Regions from separate parts of the Pan troglodytes genome. Here region 1 is linked to region 2. A link is a contact called in public HiChIP or PLAC-seq data. All regions are on one chromosome and are shown on one strand. The core of a region is the stretch at or near the end of the contact, and the rest is flanking DNA. Distances in the headings are between cores, read along the strand shown.

The links. HiChIP or PLAC-seq counts read pairs in DNA pulled down with a chosen protein or histone mark.
Region 1: an H3K4me3 HiChIP or PLAC-seq map of stem cell-derived excitatory neurons shows a contact between it and region 2, with 4 times the contacts expected there. The contact joins the promoter of REEP2 here to the promoter of BRD8 in region 2. A contact is called at or near these places in 2 of 7 Hi-C or Micro-C datasets (both in induced pluripotent stem cells) and 1 of 1 datasets of contacts at active chromatin or transcription factors (stem cell-derived excitatory neurons).

Annotation. Positions count from the first base shown.
Region 1 is chr4:136,164,706-136,171,828 of NHGRI_mPanTro3-v2.0_pri, forward strand. It overlaps REEP2 (receptor accessory protein 2), which reads left to right and starts at 3,422. Exons shown (of 8, transcript XM_001171261.6): 1 at 3,422-3,676; 2 at 5,455-5,527; 3 at 5,824-5,900. The coding sequence starts at 3,645. It overlaps KDM3B (lysine demethylase 3B), which reads left to right. Exons shown (of 24, transcript XM_517956.7): 24 at 63-1,467. The coding sequence ends at 143.
Region 2 is chr4:135,904,205-135,910,855 of NHGRI_mPanTro3-v2.0_pri, forward strand. It overlaps BRD8 (bromodomain containing 8), which reads right to left and starts at 1,998. Exons shown (of 27, transcript XM_063810726.1): 1 at 1,861-1,998; 2 at 837-933. It overlaps KIF20A (kinesin family member 20A), which reads left to right and starts at 1,944. Exons shown (of 19, transcript XM_001170694.7): 1 at 1,944-2,467; 2 at 2,925-3,110; 3 at 4,667-4,756; 4 at 4,854-4,973; 5 at 5,571-5,709; 6 at 5,834-6,021; 7 at 6,109-6,238; 8 at 6,417-6,611. The coding sequence starts at 2,946.

The DNA of each region.
Region 1 (7,123 bases), core at 2,172-4,671, 260 kb after region 2:
AAGGTAGAACGTACATTTGCATGGGGCTGCTGTGAACTGACTTTGCTGTACACCTTCTCTAGGTGAAGAACATCATTTACCATGCAGTGAAAGATGCGGTTGGCACCCTCAAGGCTCATGAATCCAAACTGGCAAGGTCCTAGGCATGGAGAAACTCCAAGCTCCCCTGTGAAGCAGGTCTTTCACTCACAACACTTAACAGGGAACGGCAGGGCTCTTTGCTGGAGCAGAGGCCCTTCACCCAGAGCCAGTGTGGTCAGTATTCCAAACTCTCCAGCCACTCTCTTCTACGCTGCCTCAACACTGAAGGTTGACACAGGAAAGTCGTACTGTTCACACACACAGTTTGAGACTCCAAGCCAAGAGTGCCACATCCCTATCCTGTGGCCTTTTGGAAATCCAAATTGCCTGAACATGGCGGGGCTTTCCTGCACATTCTCCTGATTTGAGATTCACGGGCACACCTTTCTTTTCTTTTCCTCTTGTGCCTAGTTAAGTGGGAATGTGTTTGGAGATAGGGGAAATCACATAACTGGTACAAGTATGGGGTAATTGCTTAAACATGCCTGGTGGAAGTCTGATAGCGTCTCTGCACGTGACCTCTGACAAAGCCCATCCCAGGAGACGGGGTGAAGCCATTCCCCACACTCTCCTGTGAACACTGGAGTCTTGCAAGACCCAGGGAGAACCCACTGCTTTTCCCAGGAGGCTCCAGGATTAGGAAATGTGTGTATTTAGTGAAAAATAGGTTTGTAGTGAAATAGTTACTATTTCATGAAAGTAGATATTTTTAGAATTTTTGAAATACCACAGTTGTTTTCCTGGATTATAAGGAAAGGCACATTACATTTAGTCTTCCTTTCGATATAAAACTCTTTGAAGAAATATGATTTTTAGAAATCAGCTACCCATTATAGCACAAAATCAGCCAAAGCAGAATTTTTTAAAATTGGCTTTTTTAGGATTCTTTTTCTCCCCCTCCCATCTTAGTCTTACCTTGAGGGAACAGTCATATGAGAAGGAACTTTGTCACGTCTAAGCTGTGGTGTGTTCCCCATGTGTGTGTACAACACTGGTGACTCCAGGAACCATTTTCACTTATTACCAGTGTTCCCTGGGGACTCCTCTTAACGTTTCCAAATGGGAAGGACAGTTGATTTCCAACATGAGGTTTTTTGTTTTTTATCCAGAAATATTTTCAGCAAAACTTTCCAACTGAGTGGAGTCTGATTAAGGATTTATTTGAAAATGGTGGGATTCATTGGCCCATAGGTACATTGGAAAATGTATCTCTCTCCAGCTGTACTGTAGTGCCCTGCAGGCTGTTTATATGTTCACAGTTACTTTTTTTTTTTTTAAATAAAAGTCATTTAATGTAGAATACTTTTAATTTCACTTTCTGTATTTTAATTTTGTTGAAGGGCTGATTGGGATTTCCATGTTCTTATTAAAAATCTAACAAATCTGTTTGGAGTGGACTAAATTATTTGTGTACCAACCCTTCTAAAATCAACATCAGATTGGGAGTTGGGTTGGAGGTGGGGGATTCATTTCCAGGTCTTCATGACTGTGCTACACCCAGATATTTTTCTTTGCTTGTTGAGACTGTGCCATGTTAGGAGAAAGGAAAGTGCCAGGGTGAGGTCAGTATGGTTTGGGGAATTGGGGGTAAGGGGAAGGGGCCACATGAATTAGAGGGTAGAAAGAGAGACATGTTTCCCCATACTTTATGCTTTGTGAATGGAGTGGGAAAGTTGGGGTCCTCCCTTCCTGTGGCAGAGTCTAGGGGGAAGGGTCATGGTGTGTGGCCTCAGCAAAGTTGGACAGTCTGTGGTGGGATTCTTAAGCAGGCGGCCTGGCTGCCTACATGAAACGTGTGGCCATAGATCCACCTTAGAGATGGTGGGAGACACTCGTGGGATTTATCAAGCAGTAATTAAAGTGTTTCATTGTGGGATGATAACAGACTGCATTCCAATTAGGAGATGCTTTCTGGAGAGGAAGTTGTAAAGAATAGCAAGAGGGGTTATCAGAGGCTGCTTTTCTGGAACGTTTTGGGAAACATCTTCCAAAGTGTTTGAACCTGGAAATATAATTTACCAGGTTAGAAATAGACCATTGTGTGGTTCAGGGATACTGAGCTTGAATAAGACCATGATTCTTTGAAATACACAGTTCTGAATGTGTCCTTTCAGCCCAGATGGGCACAGGTTGATGCTGTGGTCACCCGAAGGATTACACCTCAACATAAAGGGTAGAGGAATGCAGAAGCTTTAAAATGGGACAGGAAAGGAGAGCAATAGGGCTGGGGGTGTTGGTGGATGGTTGGAGGTTGGTTGCTTTCCTGAAGATCAGGAGGCAGGCTAGCCTACATTCTGGATATAAATGTCTTTAGAATCAGGACATTCACTGCCACTAGTGCTTGCTGATGGGGGTGCAGCTGGAGCCCCAGGACCCTCTCGCAGCCCCCCTGTTTGAAAAGAAGGTTGACCCTTTGTTGTCAGTAATCACATTGAGAGCATAAAGCTCTGTTCCGCTGCAAAGCTTAGGAGCTGACAACCTAAAAAAGCAGACCAGCAGCCCAGTGGCTCACACCAGTGATCCCAGCACTTTGGGAGGCTGAGGCGGGTGGATCGCTTGAGCTCAGGAGTTTGAGATCAGCCTGGGCAATATTGCAAAACCCCATCTTGGCAAAAAAAAAAAAAAAAAAAATACAGGAATTAGCTGGTGGTGTTTTGGGCCTCTAGTCCCAGCTACTCGGGAGGCTGAGGCGGGAGGATCATTCAAGCCCAGGAGGTGTGCTGAGATTGTGCCACTGCACTCCAGCCTGAGCGACAGAGTGAGGACCTGTCTCAAAAAAACAAAACATCATCTGGTCAGGGGAGATCCTCTTTCAACGGGGTGAGAAGGAGTGGGGTGGACAGGTGCGGCTGTACCTGTGACTCAGGAGCTCAGGTGGATGTCTTCAGGGCCTGTGATGAGAGTTTGCTAGTCAGCAGTTGGGGGATGTAACCTATTTAAAGTAGGCTTCCTGGGGTCATCTTAGCAGCATGACTTGGTGGCTTTGTGACTCTCAACAGATTATTGAGCCTTAAGCTTCTCATTCCCTTATCTTCAAAATGAGGGCATTTATAGCGCCTGCCTTATAGGGTGGTCAAGAGGATTCACTGGCAACGCAGTGAAGCTCTTAGCACAGGGGCTGGCACACAGTAAGCGCCTGATGTGGGCAGGGCAGGAGGTGGGCAGGGGTCGATGTCAGGATGTAACCATGGAGACCTCCACGACAACAGCCTAGGGCTTGAAACCCAAGAAAGATGAACAAGCGATTCGAGGAAGGCAGGGCACTGAGGGTCGGAGGCGCATGCCCGGCCACAGCAGGTGCCGGGGCGGGGGCGTGCCGCCGCCGCCGCCGCGGCCTCCCGGCCTCCCCTTTAAGAGCCGCCACCGCCCACGGCCCGCCGCTGCGGCAGGGACCTCCCCTTTAACGGCGGCGCTGGGCGCTCCGCTGCCCCCGCGGCGGCTGCTGCAGCGGCTGCTGCTGCTACTGCGGCTCCTGCTGCCGCCGCCGCCGCCGCCGCTCGGCCTCAGGCAGCTGCATCCTCGGCCGGGCCGGGTCCCCGCCCCGCGCCGCGCCCGGCCCCGCCATGGTGTCCTGGATCATCTCTCGCCTGGTGGTGTGAGTGCGGCGGCGGCGGGGGGTGATGTGGGCTGTGATGGAGGGCGGGGGTGTTAAAGCCCGGGTGGACTTCTCCGAAGCTTCGTGCAGCAGAGTCACCTAAAGGCGCTGCGTCCTTATTTGGGGCCCCCAGAGACATGGAGATGTGGCACCCAGGACTGGAGGGGGGAATATTAGGGGAGCGTGGCAGGCCTGGCTTCCCAGGGACCTCACCCACATTCTTTATTAATAACCTCTTTTATTTCTACCGTCCTTGCTCCTGCGCCCATCCTAGAGGCTGAGCAGCACGGCTTGATTTAAAAGGGGAGGCAGGCGCGTCCCCTCCCCCACCTAGCAGGTCTGGGCTGGAGGAGATCCTCGGACCGGGCCCTGTCCCTCTGGGGGAGGTAACAGGGTGATGGAAGAGAGTGGAGCAAGGCAGGGCCTCATCATCATTCCGCAGCTCAGAGCCATCACCAGGCCCCTTGGTCTCTCCCTTCCACTCACTGTCAGGAGACTGGGGACGAGGGCACATGCCCTTAGGCCCCCTAGGGAGGAAGTCTGGGTATCGGGAAGCAGAAATGCTCGGAGGACAAAGTGTGAGAGGTAACTGGGAGAGGGGATGTGTGTGCTCAGCCTGGGATTGTGGACCCCGCTGGGGGAGGACGCTCGGTGGCCTTCATTCCAGGCTGCCAGCCACACTGTGGAGCTGTGTCTCTGGCACCTCCCCGGGCCCCAGGAGGGAACACACACCATTCCCCACGACCCCAGACTTTGTCCTTGAGGATTCTGCTCCGCACTCCACTTGCACCAGCCGGTTTGGAAGTATCCCGCCTGTCCATGTGGAAACAGGCGACAGCCACACATTGTCAAGGGGCTGAGCCTGACAGGGGCTCCTCGTGGTTCTCGGAGCTATCCCCTGCCCTAATGAGGACACTGCCCCTCGGCCTCCACCGTTGGGGACTGACACCGGCAGCCCCACCCTGCTCCCTTCTTCCCATTCGGTGCAGCCGGGCCGGCCAAGTGCTTCTGTCCTGGTTTACTCTAGACTCCTTCTCTTCCCCCACCCACCCCAGGGGGAATGGAGGGGCCTCACGCCTCCATGTGGCCTTCAGGGTGGCTGCTTCTCTCTTGCCTGGGCAAGCCCCTAAGGGCATCGGTCCTCTTCTTTCCCGGCCTGTGTCTTGTCTGCATTCTGTACTTGGATCACCAGCGGGGCCCTCCCCTGAGCCCTGTCCCTGTGGTTTTTACATGGGGGAATAAGCCTCTTTGCCTCTCTCAGGGCCTCCTGCCCCTGTGCCCTCTGTTCCCTAGGGCCCCAGGGCCACAGTGGTACCTCTGCCTGCCAGGTAGGGTGCCCTGTTAGGTGGTGTCAGGTTCCCTCGCAGAGCCTGGCTCTGAGACAGGGAGGTGGAGGGTAAGGGCAGATGGGTGTGAATGGGCATGAGGTCAAGAAGGAAGACACCCTGTGGCAGTGACCTGACTCCCAGTCTCCATGACATATTTGTGTGTAACCAAGGATCATGGCGCAAGGGACTACATTGGACCCTCTGGCCTCTGGGCCTTTCCCTGCCTCCGGGGCTAGAGAAAAACTGAACAGTGGAGCGGGGAGGGGGCATCACCCTACCTGGCTGGGCATGTTCCATGCTGCTTTGACCTTAACCCCTGACCTGAGTTCATCAGTCCAGCGGGGAGTTCTGTCTCTCTTCCCATTACTTACCCAGGGGCTGATGCGGAGCTGGGAGGGAGAGGCCACTGCCCTTGGCTGAGAGGCCCAGTAACCATGCCTGCCTCCCTAGGCTCATCTTTGGCACCCTGTACCCAGCCTATTCTTCCTACAAGGCCGTGAAGACAAAAAACGTGAAGGAATATGTGAGTGGATGACCCTTCACCCCCTACCCAACCCACATGGCACAGAGAGGGGAGGGCACTGGGTCCTATTACAGATGGGGGTGACTTTGCACCAACACTGTCAGCCACTAACAAGACCCACCAGCAAAGGAGGGCCCTGGGTGTCCCACACAGCACCTCCAACATGGCTGGCAGGCAGAAGTGGGGTCCTTGGTGTTCTCCCCAGCCCAGGCATGTTCGACAGGCAGAGTTGGGGTCCTGGGTGTCCCTGGCCCCTCAGCCCCGTGCCCCAGCCAGCACTTCCCTCTGTCCCTCAGGTGAAATGGATGATGTACTGGATCGTCTTTGCCTTCTTCACCACGGCCGAGACGCTCACGGATATAGTGCTCTCCTGGTGAGGTCCAGCGTCCCCTCCTGCATCTCAGGGCCCAGGGCCTCTGCCTTTCTCTACCCAGCCAGCCAAACAAAAGACTGGGCCTGGGGGTGAAGCTCCTCCCATTCCTGACAATTTCGTGGGGTCCTTGATATCTCCCCTCTCATGCCTAACTTGACCTGCAGAAGAACAGACATAGTAGTGCCAGGCAAGGGGGCTCACACCTGTAATCCCAGCACTTTGGGAGGTCTAAGTGGGTGGATCGTTTGAGGTCAGGAGTTTGAGACCAGCCTGGCCAACATGGTGAAACCCCGTCTCCACTAAAAATACAAAAAAAAAAATAGCTGGGCATGGTGGCGCCCCTGTAATCCCAGCTACTAGGGAGGCTGAGGCAAGAGAATTGCTTGAACCCAGGAGGTAGAGGTTGCAGTGAGCCGAGATCGCGCCATTGCACTCCAGCCTGGGCAACAGAGTGAGACTCCGTCTCAAAAAAAAACAAAAAAAAACAAGGAGTAAGAACAAACATAATCCCCATGTTTCTTTCTGGCGGCAGCCAGAGCCCCTCAGTGGAATTCAGGAAACCCGCTTCTGCCATGCTGCCTGGGACCTTAGGCAGGTCACAGCTCTCGAGGCCTCAGTTTCCTTATTTGTAAAATAGGCATATGATTCACTCCTATAAATGCTGGATACTTGCATTTCCAAGGCATTTTCCAGGCTGTACTAGACTACGTATGTATGAGCACTTTGAGGACAGGGAATATGTCTTAATCATCTGTATACTCACAGCAGGAACTCAAAAATGTTTACTGAATGATCAGATACCTCTTGGAAGAGGGGACTAATAACACAGTTCATCGGAACTCAAGAAGAGAATTTTACCAAGGGGGAGAGGACAAGAGATCATTACATTTATAGATAAGACCCTTGCATTTGAGAAAAATAGTTTTAGAAGAGGAAAGAGATGGAGAGATGGGTTAAAAATTGAGGGTAAAGGCCAGGTGTGGTGGCTCACACCTGTAATCCCAGCACTTTGGGAGGCCAAGGCAGGCAGATCACGAGGTCAGGAGATCGAGACCATCCTGGCCAACACCGTGAAACCCCGTCTCTACTAAAAATACAAAAATTAGCTAGGCATGGCAGGGCGCAGTGGCTCACACCTGTAATCCCAGCACTTTGGGAGGCCGAGGTGGGCGGATCATGAAGTCAGGAGATGGAGAGCATCCTGTCCAATACGGTGAAACCCC
Region 2 (6,651 bases), core at 748-3,247:
TATATTGTACATTTTAAGTAGGTTAATTTTATAGTATGTGAATTATATCTCAATAAAGCTGTTTAAAAAAAGAAATACAGCTGGCCTGGTGGCTCACACCTGTAATCCCAGTAGGTTGGGCGGATCGCTCGAACGCAGGAGTTCGAGACCAGCCTAGGAAACATGATGAAACCCCCATCTCTACAAAAAAAAAAAAAAAAATTAGCTGGGCATGGTGGTGTGCACCTGTAGTCCCAGCTACTCAAGAGGCTGAGGTGGAGGATCATTTGAGCCTGAGATATGGAGGTTGCAGTGAGCCAAGATCACACCACTGCCCTCCAGCCTGGGCCACAGAGTGCAATCTTGTCTCAAAAAAAAAAAAAAAAAAAAAAGGCCTGGCGCAGTGGCTCACGCCTGTAATCCCAGCACTTTGGGAGGCCCAGGAGGACAGATCATGAGGTCAGGAGATTGAGACCATCGTGGCCAACATGGTGAAATCCCGTCTCTACTAAAAATACAAAATTAGCCAGGCATGGCCAGGCGCAGTGGCTCACACCTGTAATCCCAGCACTCTGGCAGGCCGAGGTGGGCGGATCACCTGAGGTCAGGAGTTCGAGACCAGCCTGGCCAACATGGCGAAACTCTGTCTCTACTAAAAAATACAAAAATTAGCTGGGCATGTCCGCACCACTGCACTCCAGCCTGGGCAACAGAAGGAGACTCAGTCTCAAAAAAAGAAGAAAAAGAAAAGAAAGTCTACTTACAGCTTAATATGATTAACTATAGAAATCTACCAATGTGCAAGAGTATCTAACAATTTCTAAGACCCAGAAAAGCTGACATCCTAGATACCTTACCAATTTTGATCTCCACTTCTCATGACAGAAGATGCTAAACATAGCTTCTCTCGGATGGACCATGGCTCTGTGGGGCCAGTGCTTAGCAGCTTGTGTTCTGGGAAAGGGAGAAAAAAAAAAAAAGCCTTGGAAACAACCACTGAGACTGTAGTGCTAAGCTCCAAAATCCCCAAAAAGAGGACTAAAAGCCTAATACAAAACATCCCAACTTGTTAGGACAAAGTGAGCTACTATAACCAAATCTTGATTTTCACCTCTCCAAGTGAAATATCACCAGTGACCGGGGTACCTATTCGTTGCATGTGAATTATTAACATTTTATTTCTTAAAACGCCATGGCTTGAAGCTCCGCTTTATTAAGAAACAGGGAATGTCAGATTAGGCAGTTCTCCCTAAAAGCTCAGTTTTAAGAATACTGGACTTTATTCCAGTTTAAACTTATTCAGGGCTTATTTCCCAGGAACCCGAGCGGCCAGCCCCTCCTACTACCCCGCCTCCCTCTTAGCATAAACTTGTTTACTTCTCTCAGATCCTCTATTCCAAATGTCGGGCGTAAAAGAGCTTTTCAGTCCAAAAAAAGAAAAATGGCTGAAATCCCCGAGATGCAATTTCCTGAGTGGCAAGAAAAGCTCATGGTTAAAAGACCCCACTTCCACTGCCTCACAAACGTCAGACAAAAAAATGAATGGCTTTGAGCTGCCGGTTACTCCGTCTGGCTCATAACATCTTTTCGTCTGCACGCCCAAGTTTCTAGAGTGCTTTTACGGTTAACCCGCAGAGCTCCTAACACACTAGGATTCACTAAGCTGCTTCTCTCACACCTCCGCTCCCTCCCTGAGAAACAAGACCCCAGATTTCTGGGCCCCCAAACGTTGGTCTTCACGATGCTGTAGAGCGCAGGTCTCTGAAAACCCTGGGCTCTCAAGCAACCCACTTCTCCCACTCCCTAAGCGTGTAACAAAAATATGGTGCCTAGCCTCGGATCTACAAAGGCCTTTCAGGCAAAACCTGCTCAGATACTCACTGCCCGTTCCCGTCGCCATCTTGGCCCCGAAGTCTCCAACCCTGAGGAGAGACGGTCTGGTAGGGCCGAAACCCTGGAATTCTGGGAAATAGTGTACCGGCGTTGGTTCGCGGTGCCTCCTGGGAAATGTCGTTTTTCCCCTTAAGACAAAGCAAGCACCCTAAACCAGTTATCCTGTGCACTCCTGTTAAGATTGTTGCTAAGGAAGGACAGGAGTTGGCGGCTGAAGACTCAAGATTTCCTTTAGGCTCTTAGGTAAGAAATGTCTAAGGTTCAAGGAAAAACGTTAAGTTGGAAGAATCCCAGGCAAAATAACTGCGAATCCACGACAGTTGGTAACCCGGACCCACATTAGATCTGAGCGGTCAAGCGGAAGCGAACGACTGGAATTCCAGTCAGGCCCGCCCCTTTTCCTTACGCGGATTGGTAGCTGCAGGCTTCCCTATCTGATTGGCCGAACGAACGCAGCGCGTAATTTAAAATATTGTATCTGTAACAAAGCTGCACCTCGTGGGCGGAGTTGTGCTCTGCGGCTGCGAAAGTCCAGCTTCGGCGACTAGGTGTGAGTGAGCCAGTATCCCAGGAGGAGCAAGTGGCACGTCTTCGGGTGAGTGTGCGGCTGTGCTGGAGCCCGGGTTACCAGCTCTTGCCCGCGCGGAATAGGCTTTAAGAAATCGGAGCTGCAGCCATCTGTTTTTCTCTTAATGCTGCATCTGTGTTCTCACGGTGGTCCTTGGGGTGAGGTTAGAGAAGGAGCCGAGGGATCCTGACACCACCTCCACAGCACCGGCGGGCGAGGTGCCCTACTTTAGGCGTAGCCTTCTGCTTTTGGAGCCAGATTTCTGTGGACTTCTGTTCGCGTTCAGAAATGCCGCCTCAAACTTCTCTCAATTGTTCATTAAGTGAACTTCTCTCATTCCCTTCCCCTTTGCCGATAATTGGAGGGGAAAAGAAGTAGGAAGCGGGACACGGTGTCCTGGGGCAAGGGACTTATTACCTAAAATTCGCGGCCCCTTCTGTCCCTAAAGGTTCTTCTCCCTGCCCACTTTTTGGTCTCTTTTTAGACCTAGGCTGCCCCTGCCGTCATGTCGCAAGGGATCCTTTCTCCGCCAGCGGGCTTGCTGTCCGATGACGATGTCGTAGTTTCTCCCATGTTTGAGTCCACAGCTGCAGATTTGGGGTCTGTGGTACGCAAGAACCTGCTATCAGACTGCTCTGTCGTCTCTACCTCCCTAGAGGACAAGCAGCAGGTAAAGGAACTGGGGAGTGGCTGGGGCGGAAAGTGATATCCTCAGGCCAATAATTGTCCATACAGGGTAGTATGAGGTCAAAGACTAGCAATCCTAAAGGTCTGAGATCAATTCAAAATTAAGGGCATTTAGGACAAAATGGCTATGAAAAGAAAAAAAAATTAAGGGCATGACAAGTAAAAAAAAAAATTGAGTTGTGTGTCCAGAAGAACTATAATTTGCATTGCATTAATGAAATACCCTCAAATGCATGCTCTTAGTTAATCTTTCAGGGAATAATAGTTATCTCTCTTTGCCTTGAGGCCCAGTTGTGCTAAATAATTTGCACAAGGTCATATAGGCATTATGTAAGTGGAATGTATGTTCAGGTTTTAATAGTATCACCATAGCTTCAATTTGTTGTAGGTTTCCTGCTAGGCCAGGGTTTCTCAGTTACAGCATTATTGACATTTGGGGCTAGACAGTTCTTGTAGGGATCTGTCCTGTACATTTCAAGATGTTTAATAGCATTCTTGGCATTTACCCACTAGATGTCAGTAGTGCCTTCCCATTTGTGACAATCAAAAAATGTCTTCAGGCACTTCAGGCATTGCTAAATGGCCCTTGGAGTGGAAATGACCCTGGTTGAGAAACACTGTACTAGGTCCTATGCTAAACATTAACATACATTGTCACATTTTGTGCTCTTATAGAGTTTCTCTTAGAGACTTATGAAGTTCCATGAGAGCATGGTCCTTGATGATGTCTCTCACTATGGACTATCAGAGCTTCTCAGTTCCTAGGCCATAGTAGACACTCTAAATATCTGGGGTTTTTTTGTTTGTTTTCGAGATGGAGTCTCGCTCTGTCCCCCAGGCTGGTGTGCAGTGGCACAATCTCTGCTCAGTGCAACCTCCGCCTCCCTGGTTCAAGCAGTTCTCCCTGCCTCAGCCTCCTGAGTAGCTGGAATTACAGGCACCCACCACCAAGCCCAGCTAATTTTTGTATTTTTAGTAGAGATGGGGTTTTGCTGTGTTGGCCAGACTGATCTGGAACTCCTGACCTCAGGTGATCCACCCTCTTTGGCCTCCCAAAGTGCTGGGATTACAGGCGTGAGCCCCTGCACCCGGCCTCTAAGTATCTGTTGAATGAATGACATAGGTGCTATTATTAACCCCATTCTGCAGATGAGGAAACTGAGGCCAAGAATTTCAAGAACTCATAATTCAAGGTCTCATAGTTACTAAGTCATGGAATTGGGACTCAAATTCAAGTGTTTGCCTCTGCTTTGCTTTAATATCACATACTAATTTTCATATCAGTCAATAAATTCTAACTCAGATCATCGGTGTGGCAAGCCACATTTGCAGGATAATGACGAGACAGGGAAGGGTGACAAAGTAGTAAAAATGTCCATGTGGGTTGGAATGATTGTAGAACCAAAGAGTAGCTGCACAGAGACATTTGAGGTGAAATGGGGTAGTGTTATCATAGTTCCTAGAAACTACTGTTTGCCCATTTGCTCAGAGGTAACTGCTGAAATTAATCTGTGGTTCTGGGCTGGAATTCTCCCACAGGTTCCATCTGAGGACAGTATGGAGAAGGTGAAAGTATACTTGAGGGTTAGGCCCTTGTTACCTTCAGAGTTGGAACGACAGGAAGATCAGGTAAGTGTCTGAGAAGGGAGGATTTAAGGTGAAATGATGCAGTACAAAAGATTCCCAGGAATGCCTTCTGTGACAACTGTATTTTCTCCCTTCTCAGGGTTGTGTCCGTATTGAGAATGTGGAGACCCTTGTTCTACAAGCACCCAAGGACTCTTTTGCCCTGAAGAGCAATGAACGGGGAATTGGCCAAGCCACACACAGGTTCACCTTTTCCCAGGTATGGAGGGTACTGGTTTGTGAACAAAAGACCAACATGTAAGGGCAACTTTATTCCCTCTTTAGAGGGAAAGCTTCTCTTCCTGACTGTGAGTTCCTTGTATATGCACACCTACAATTTTGAGGGCCCTAGTTATGTGTTAGTCAATGTGTCAAGTAACATATGTATATCAGTTCTGAAAAATTCTATTGTTATTATCATTATTTCCTTATTTTCCTCACAAGGATAGTGTGGCTCAATGAATGTAATATTGCTGAAGCCATGTAGCTAGTCACTAGTAGAGTTTCCTAACTCTGAGTCTAGATCCATGTATCTCCAAAGCCCATACTTGTGGGCCATTATATTGCCCCATTGTGTGTGCAGCATCAGGCCTAGGGCATAGCATTCCTTAAGTGTTTGTTGATTTGGTGGAAGGATGGACTAGCAGAGAGTGCTTGAGTCCTCAGTGTTTAGGGAACAGCCAGCAGCACTGCAGGAAGAAGCTGCTTGAGTGGTCTCCAGAGCCAACCACTCAGGAAGGAATATATCTGCTGGCTCTGCACAGGAGGCAAGTGGGAGATGAAGGAGAGGCCTCTAAAAAACTGGGTCTCTCTCTAGATCTTTGGGCCAGAAGTGGGACAGGCATCCTTCTTCAACCTAACTGTGAAGGAGATGGTAAAGGATGTACTCAAAGGGCAGAACTGGCTCATCTATACATATGGAGTCACTAACTCAGGGAAAACCCACACGATTCAAGGTGAGTAGTAAGCCTTCACGGGATTCCTGATTGGCTGGTAATGGTGTTGTTTTTACCTTTTGAGACTCTGAGTTAGGGGGAGAAGGGCACTTGCCTCAGCTGTCCATCTTTCATATGCCTCCAGGTACCATCAAGGATGGAGGGATTCTCCCCCGGTCCCTGGCGCTGATCTTCAATAGCCTCCAAGGCCAACTTCATCCAACACCTGATCTGAAGCCCTTGCTCTCCAATGAGGTAATCTGGCTAGACAGCAAGCAGATCCGACAGGAGGAAATGAAGAAGCTGTCCCTGCTAAATGGAGGCCTCCAAGAGGTAAAGCATTGGTATCCATGGCAGTGGGGGTAGGGGGTACAAATCTCGGGGAAGTTTTGTGCTTACCTTCTCCCTGTGCCCCTCCAGGAGGAGCTGTCCACTTCCTTGAAGAGGAGTGTCTACATCGAAAGTCGGATAGGTACCAGCACCAGCTTCGACAGTGGCATTGCTGGGCTCTCTTCTATCAGTCAGTGTACCAGCAATAGCCAGCTGGATGGTATGTACCGTGACTGGGCTCTGCCAAGAAATAGTAGGAACTCACTCCCTGTTCCTAATAGCTGCCAGGAGTACAGACCAGAGGTTGCAATCTGAGGTCTGCCTTCCAAGGCCCCTGCAGGCCAAAAGAGAGGTGAACTGCTCTAGGTTGATGCCCTATACATTGGCTTCTTCTCCAGAAACAAGTCATCGATGGGCACAGCCAGACACTGCCCCACTACCTGTCCCGGCAAACATTCGCTTCTCCGTCTGGATCTCATTCTTTGAGATCTACAACGAACTGCTTTATGACCTATTAGAACCGCCTAGCCAACAGCGCAAGAGGCAGACTTTGCGGCTATGCGAGGATCAAAATGGCAATCCCTATGTGAAAGGTAAAGGAACATGGGGGAAGCTGGCATGAACCCTGGAGGG